Linked DNA regions of Hordeum vulgare: regions 2 and 3 are each linked to region 1. The links are chromatin contacts, called in public Hi-C maps. All regions are on one chromosome and are shown on one strand. The core of a region is the stretch at or near the end of the contact, and the rest is flanking DNA. Distances in the headings are between cores, read along the strand shown.

Region 1 (2,700 bases), core at 36-2,535:
CGAGGGGCAAAATTGTGCCTCTCGGAGAATGGATAATTATTTTTTTCTCGTGGGAGTCATAAATTTACTTTTCATCCTGCACGGATTTACTTCCGTAAGGCACATGCCTGTACCTCTTCGAAAAGAACAAAAAGGCGTTATTTTTTCACGACAGGAATAGTTGTGCCTTTTCGGAAAGGAAAAAAATTAAAAAAATGTGTTTCATGGAAAACAATTCATAGAAAATTATCATCCTGAGATCTAGTTTTGAAGACGTCAACACGAGGAATTTAAGGTGAAAACGGTTCAAGATTTAGACGCACGGTTTAAGAGATAAAATGTTTTGATAAACAAATCTATGAAAAATAGATAACTTCTAGGTTATGACAACTGACGCACATGTAATATACTAATTTTGACAACCTAAGGAAATAATAGCGACCTTTGCAAAGAGTATGTCTTAATTAACGATTTTAGTAAATTCATGACCATATTCAAATTCATCTCGAGAGCTGCTCCTAAAAGCCTGTTGCGCTGTCTTGTGACCGCTAGGGATATGTCTCGCCCGTACCAATTGCAAGGCATTTTCTATTTAGCGCTGCATGCGCCAATGAACGTGCATTTTGTTAACTGGCGCCTGCAGCATTCTTAAATGTGCCGGCCCATCTAGTCGTCGGATGATGACTTTTTCTGAAAAACTCTATGAATTATTGAATATCGATGAATTTGTTTAAATTTCAATGAATTTTTTAAGAACTTGATGAAGTTTTCTCGGGAAATCGATCAACCTTTTACAAAATATTAAAGTTTTATGAAATTTTCTGAAATGGATGAACATCTATTTAAAATAGACGACTTTGTTTCAGAATTAATGAAAATTTTAAGGTTTTAAACTTTTTTTTCAGTTCAATGAACTTCTTGAAAGAATACATGAACTTTTTTTCAATATCTGTGATTTGTTTTTCAAATTTAGTAAGTTTTTTTACAAATTTATTGTGATTTTTCCATATTTCTGAAGTTTTGTTTCAATTTCAATTAAATTTTAAAAAAATTGATGAAACTTTTTAAAATATATGAATACTTTTTAAAATGGATGAAACTTTTTCTTCAAGTCTGTAAAATATTTTTAGTTTAATATTTTCAGTTTCATAATAAATACAAAATTTGGACGATTTTTCTTTCTGGATTAACGTAAAACAAAATAATAGAATAAAAAAACTGGACTGATTGCGTGCGTCTTAGTGGGCCAGACCGTTGCAGTGAAATTGTAGGCGCTGGATCCTGGGATCTCCAAGAAAACTCTATTTGACGCACTATGCGGCAAATACGCGGGGAACGCACACAAGCTGCCTGCCAGCGACAGGTTTGGGCCGGGCCATAGCAATCCCTGTTTTCGGAACCAGTTTTTTTGCCATTTTTGGGAACTATCTAGAAGATTCCCTGAACTATTTATCATTTTTAGCTTTTTTTTTCTTAGTCTTTTTTTCCTGTTTCTGTTTAAAAATGATTTGGATTTTCAAAAAATGTTTCAGAATTTTCAAAATGTTCTAGAATTGACAAAAATGTTTCAGAATTTGAAAAAATGATCTGAAATTTGAAAAAATGTTCGGTAATTTGAAAACATATTCCGCAATGTGAAAACTGATTCTAAATTTGAATTTTTTTTGCATATTTGCAAAAAATGTTCCGAAATTTGAATTTTTTCCCGATATTCATAAAATGTTACGGAATGTCAAAAAATGTTCCGAAATTTGGAAAAATGTTCCGAATTTGGGAAAATGTTCCGGAATTTGAAAAGGTGTTCCTTAATTTGAAAAAAATGTTCTGCAATTTGAAAAATGTTGCTGAATTTGAAAATTCCAGAACATTTTTTCAAATTCCGCAACACCTTTTCGAATTCCGCAACACCTTTCCAAATTCGGAACATTTTTTCAAATTTCAGAATATTGTTTCAATTTCCGGAACATTTTATGAATATCCGGAACGTTTTTCAAATTCTGGAACATTTTATAAATTTCGGCACATTTTTTCAAATTACCGAACAATTTTTGAGAATCTGAATCAAAATTTCAATTTAGGAACATTTTTCAGATTGCGGAATATTTTTCAAAATACGGAACATTTTTTCAAATTTCAGAACTATTTTTTTCAATTTTAAATATTTCTTTAAATTCCGAAACATTTTTAAACAGAAACAGAAAAAAAAGAATAAAAAAAAGTTAAAAATGAAAACCAGTTCAGGGAATCTTGTAGATAGTTCCCAAAACCGAAGAAAATTTGCTAAAATCCTAGGTTCCGAAAACTGGTATTGCTAATGGGCTGGCCCAAACCTGTCGCTGGCTGACAGCTTCTGTGCGTTTGTCCGCCTATTTGACCCAAAGAGCGTCAAATAGAGTGTTTCCTGGATCGTTACCGGACAACTGGACCGCTGACTAGGAGCTACCCAATTGCAAATACGAATCGCCTAGTGGGAAACAGAGGGCCGGGCCCAATCAGCTCGACTTCTTTTTCTATTTATTTTCCCTTTTTTTCCACTGTTAGAAGTCTAGTTTTCCACAGGTTTTCTATGGATTTCTTCTGTTTTTTATAGTTCTCTGTTTCCGCTGTTCTTTTTATCATCAGATATTGTGGTCTTTTCTTCGGTTTTGTTCTTTTTTTGTCTTAGTTTTCGATCTCACTTTCTTGGTTTTCTGTTTATTTCTTCAGTTTTCACTGATTTTC
Region 2 (2,700 bases), core at 129-2,628, 650 kb after region 1:
AGCCAGCAAAAGAACTGGTCCCTATAATGATTCAGAAAGACAAAAGAAATATACCGTTCTTCCCTGATTGCCCGGGAGTGCATATCAAATCACTACTGATTGCCCGGGAGTGCATATCAAATCACTGTGTGCATTTTAAAACCGATCTGAAAAACCATAGCGAATATAAATTGAACCGAACCAATTTTATGGTTTTTATGGTTTATGGTTCCGATATACTATGAACTTTTCATACTGTTTTGAATTTTGGTTTTTATGGTATATATAAAAAAACCGAATGGATAACAGAATAAACCGAAATAAAAAACATATTTATATATCTTGGGGCAAATAACCATACAAGTAGTTATTTTTTGGACAAAAGCTAGATTTCCTGTTAAGCGCATCTATGTTTCTTGTAACATAGTCATATTTCTCGTGAAAAGAATTCCAAGCACGTCCATGACCATTGAATACATGCATGCATATACACTTGCATATAGTTATATACTCTTTGTATAAAAGAATATGTGAACTGAGTCACAAATTTGTAAATTGTTATGTGTCACTTTCCAATTCGTGTAAACTTTGATTTTTATGGTATATACCAATTCATGCCAAAATAATTTGGTATATATCGAAACCGAACCGTATCTAAAATTCATACCGTATTTACCGAAGTATTAATACTGTTCAAACTGAAAAACATATAAATCGAGCCATGTAAACCGAATAAACCGAACGCACAAAGTGAATACCAAAGACTGGAGACATTTTCTTTGGATTCCTTGTGTGTTTGGGCCCACACCCTCAGCCCATTGAAATCGAAATTAGATTAGTGCTGCAACAACTGTGTCGATTCTTGTCTCAAAAAAAAAAAGCTGTGTCGATTCAATACGGATAGAACTTATGAGGTTAGTGATGCGAAATGTGTTACTACTTGGTTGTTGGTGGCGCGTATCCTCAATGCAATTATATAAATGGAAAATGGCAAGGATTCGCCCTTTACCATTGAAACCAGCAATGAAAAAACACTAACATAAACTATTGACCGGAGCCGAGGCATTGTTAATTATGAAGATCACAAATCATAAGAAAAATGTGAAGGGAAGACTAGCGAGGGAGACTGACCACAAAAGTATCTTAACTGTTTAAAGCTTTCTTAAGTCTAAATCAATTCAGGAAACAAAAGAAAAGAAAAGAAAGAAAAGAAAAAAAAGAAAAAAATTGAACGACCACGCTGGGACTCGAACCCAGAATCTCCCGCTCCGGAGGCGAGCGCCTTATCCATTAGGCCACGCGGTCATGTTGTGAGATGTCTCATAATATAGTTTATATATTAGTTTACACAAACCACACGAGTTGGGCTTTCCCTAAGAAAGAGCCCAAGGCCCACCATGCTACTAGGCGCACATCGCCGCCGCCCAGCGACGCCTCCGCCTCCGCCTCTCTTCTCCTCAGTCCTCACCCATTCGCCGCCGGCCACCGAACCTCCCCCAGCGCAGTCCACCTCCTTCCTTGCCACGCACACCCCCACCTCCCCGATAAACTCTCCAACCACTTCTCGAGTAGTCCAGCCCCGCCCCCATCCGATTCCCACTTCCCGGCGGCAGCATGTCGAGACCCCTGGCGCGGCGCGCGGTTCCCCCATTCCTGAGGCTGCGCTCCACGGCCTGCGACGACGGCCACTGGATCGGCCGGCTGGACCACAGGGACTGGCTCGCCCCGAACGAGGTGCTCAAGATCTTCGCGAGCATCAGGGACGCCGCTCTGATAACCAGCGTCTTCAGGAAGGCCTGCGCCCGGAGGGACTACAAGCCCAGCGAGGCCCTCTACGGCCTGATGATCGACCGGCTCGCCGGCGCCCGGCGGTTCGGCGACGTGGAGGAGCTGCTGGCCAGGGCGAGGGCCGAGCGGTTCAGGTTCTCGGACGACTTCTTCTACAGGCTCATCAAGATGTACGGCAATGTGGCCAACCACCCCGAGAAGGCCATGGAGACGCTCTACGCGATGTCCGAGTACGGCTGCTGGCCGTCCACCAAGACCTTCAACTATGTGCTCCACATGCTCGTGTGCAGGCGGCAGTACGAGGTTGTCCACGAGGTGTACTCCAGCGCGCCCAGGCTGGGCGTGGAACTGGACACCTGCTGCTTCAACATCCTTATCAAGGGGCTGTGCCAATTTGGGAGATTCAACGAGGCCCTTTCGCTGCTGGATGAGATGCCGAAGCAGGACTGCCGGCCTAATGCGATGACCTATTCGACCCTGATGCATTTCCTCTGCCGGAACTGCCGGGTGGATGAGGCGTTCGAGCTGTTTGAGAGAATGCGCAAGGAGGAAATCGATGCGGATACGGTTGTTTACAATATATTGGTATCTGGTCTCTGCAGAGAGGGAAGGGTGACCTCTGCATATGATCTGTTCAAGTCGATGTCGTCTCAGGGCTGCCATCCTAATTCAGGGACTTATCAGGTACTTCTTGATGGCCTTGTGGCCTCAAAGAACTTTGTGGAGGCGAAGGACCTGGTTGGTATGATGAGTGCTGAAAGTCTGAGACCTAGTTTCTCATCTTACAAGCTGCTAATTGATGGCTTCTGTAGTGTTAACTGCTTAGATGATGCACATCATGTCTTGAAGCAAATGGTGGACCAAGGTTTTGTTCCTCGGATGAGTACTTGGACAAAACTTCTTACATCCTTATGCTGAAATGTATGTTCATGC
Region 3 (2,700 bases), core at 183-2,682, 790 kb before region 1:
CAGTCTGATCGTCCATGTGTGCTTTATTGCGATCAGCTCGATTATCATCATGCCAAGGCCCCCATAAGCCATAAGTGCACTGCTTCCTCTGAATATTTGTGCGCGCAGACTGTTTTATACTATCAGTGGCTGTCGCTCTGGATTTGTTTAAAACGTCATGGCTTACAATGTGATTTGACTCTGACCCAGTCTCTCGCTCTCGGTACCATTCATCCATTTATTAGATTAGACGGGACGGCATCGGAAGGTCTACCGCGAGAGGATCACAAAAAATTCTGGATTCTTGACAAGCCATTTGGGTATATGCTGCAGTTCACTGTCTGTATAAACAAACTTGGCATAGATACCTCACCTGGTAGCAAAACCTATATAACAGAACAATGAAGGACAAGCTTTGTCCGATGCAAGCAATCGGAGACGAGATGAAAGCAACACGACACTGGCTAGCCACGGGACCCGGCTCGAGCTGACGCTGCAGCCGAACGGGACCAGCCCTCTGGGCCAATTACGCAAAAGCGCCGAGATTGATTTACTGTACGGACATCTTCAATGTTGATCCATAAATCTGTATCGCATAAACGGTTCGAGCGCGATTTCTTTCATAAATAAGAAACAAATATGAGGGGGCTCTGACGGACGAAGAATTCACCCCTCAGATGAAGATCATGATAGAGCGTTTGCTCCGATAGATGGGATCGACGTCACCATCACCGACGCCCATGATCGACGTTTTATATAAATTATATCCGAACTTGAATGAAATTCGCCTGGGTTGATCGAATTTTGTTGAATTATTTATCTGATATATACAACTAACGTTGGGTGTCCGTATCCATATTCGCGGTCGCGTATGGATGCGAAAGTAAATTTATGGGTTGCTAATCTAGCTTAAGCCAATGTTGTAGGCGACCTCCCCGCCTCCATTTTCTACCTCGAAGTGAAAAGTAAACTGAGGTCAAGCAGCGGCTGACGGACTAGCACCATCAATCCATCATCAATCAATAATATAAGAAGTCATGGCCTGACAAGTCACAGCCCCCACGCCGAAGCTAGCACGGACAAAACAGGCGTAGCTGGGCTTTGTTTTCTTTTCTGGCTGCCAGTAAACAAAGCCGCCAGTATACAACTCCAGTCGAGTCGAGTCGAGTCGAGTCGAGATTCCAAGCGGAGCGCCAGCCCACACACACACACCGACGTGCGCCCCTCCTCGCGCGTTTCCACTCTGTCTCCGCGCCGTCGCCACCCCCCAACCCCCGCTCCGCTCCGCTCCAACCCCAGCCCCAGCCCACGGTGACCCCGCACCGGCCGACACGCGGGCCCCGCCGGCCGCGCGGCTCACATGCGTGCGCGTCCCCCGTAGAAAACCTCCCGCTGCCTCTCTCTGCTTCGCTTCGCTTGGGACGGGAAAAAATATCTGTTTTTACGGGGCTGCGGGGTGCGTTTCCCCCGTCTCGAGGTATAAATCCGTCTGCTCCTTTTCCACTTCGATTCGTCGTCTCCTCCTCCGCTCCGTCGCTCGCCCTTATCCCCGTCCCTTTCCCCTTCCTCCTCCCACCAGCAGCCGACGAAACTTTCCCCCAAGCCCCTCTCCCTCCCCCTCGGCGGATCGGACCGCCGCCGCGCTCAATCCATGTCGGTAAGCGACGACGCTCCCCGCGCGCTCCCTGCCGTTTTTTTCCCGCCGGTTTCCGGCGCTGTTTCCTGCCTAGATCGACGCCGGCGAAACGTCGCCTTCTGTGGCCTTCATCGGTTATTATTATTAGTATTAGTTTGTTGATTGGGAGGATCGGTATGGAGTAGGGGGTGGAAACCAGATGCTCGGCACGGGAGTGATCCTTGGCTGCTGCCTTGGAACATAGGCGTAGAGAGGAAATTCGTTCCGGATTTTCCCAGACCGAATTGCTGAGCGTTGGTTTTATGTTCGGTTTATTTATGTGTATTGATGAAAGGCTCTGGAAGGGTCGCCTCCCAGCCAAGACGTTTGCGATTAGTTGGGTAAATCGATCATTTCGGCAACCATTTGGAGACTCCTGTTTGATTGAACACGAAACATTTTGGTTGACCTATGCTGCATAGTTATGCGGCTTTTGTACAGGTCGCGGGTGAACTTGCAAGGGGTAAGGTCCATTTCGTTTAGTAGGTTGGTCAATATCTAGCACTTCTAGGATGTCTGTGGACTTGTTTTGTTTCCTGGGTTGGCCAATATCCAGGTATTCTAGGGGTCTTAACTGATCAAACATTTTGAGGCACACAAAGTTTCTAAAGCAAAAGCATAACCAATTAATGACTATGTTTTGGTGCATAGCATTGATTGCTTGGTGGCTATTCAAGTTTCATGTCATCAATATAACTGAAAATTGTTAGCACTGGTATGTGAAATTGGATGCTGGTCAAAAATAAGTAAATAGTAGGAGTTTGCTAGCAGCATCATACCAGGTGATAATGGTATCATTTTGTGATTACAGCTTTACATTGGATACTGTAATATGAGCAGGACAGAGCTAAAATTTATGCACCACTGATGTGTCTTGACTGCATCATGGATTATCAGATTATGTGTAAGGGCAGCACTTATAGGCTCCTGTTTTCTTCTCAGGAGGCTAACTGTTATGGTCTGGGTTCTGAATATACCTGTATTTATAACAAAAATCTCCTACTGCTGCATCCAGCAATCAGCTAGGTGTTTATCATTTATCAGAC

The links. Hi-C and Micro-C count contacts between places; a contact is called where the count stands out from the background.
Region 2: a Hi-C map of leaf shows a contact between it and region 1, with 2.2 times the contacts expected there. The contact joins the promoter of LOC123407526 here to the enhancer-like site in region 1. A contact is called at or near these places in 2 of 6 Hi-C or Micro-C datasets (leaf and seedling).
Region 3: a Hi-C map of leaf shows a contact between it and region 1, with 3 times the contacts expected there. The contact joins the promoter of LOC123410149 here to the enhancer-like site in region 1. A contact is called at or near these places in 2 of 6 Hi-C or Micro-C datasets (leaf and seedling).

What each region holds. Positions count from the first base shown.
Region 1 is chr7H:128,297,861-128,300,560 of MorexV3_pseudomolecules_assembly, forward strand. No RefSeq gene overlaps it. Among protein-coding and RNA genes, the nearest start is that of LOC123408237, 160 kb to the left of the region's middle. Within about 2 kb of position 1,286, at least 3 of the 3 cell types and tissues checked have open chromatin away from gene starts, as enhancers often do. A contact at or near this core is called in leaf and seedling, where this site is marked.
Region 2 is chr7H:128,945,831-128,948,530 of MorexV3_pseudomolecules_assembly, forward strand. It overlaps LOC123407526 (pentatricopeptide repeat-containing protein At3g14580, mitochondrial-like), which reads left to right and starts at 1,379. Exons shown (of 4, transcript XM_045100686.1): 1 at 1,379-2,700. The coding sequence starts at 1,594. The coding sequence ends at 2,685. TRNAR-CCG (a tRNA gene) reads right to left here and starts at 1,284; the gene lies at 1,212-1,284.
Region 3 is chr7H:127,512,103-127,514,802 of MorexV3_pseudomolecules_assembly, forward strand. It overlaps LOC123410149 (protein NOI4-like), which reads left to right and starts at 1,433. Exons shown (of 3, transcript XM_045103044.1): 1 at 1,433-1,636. The coding sequence starts at 1,631.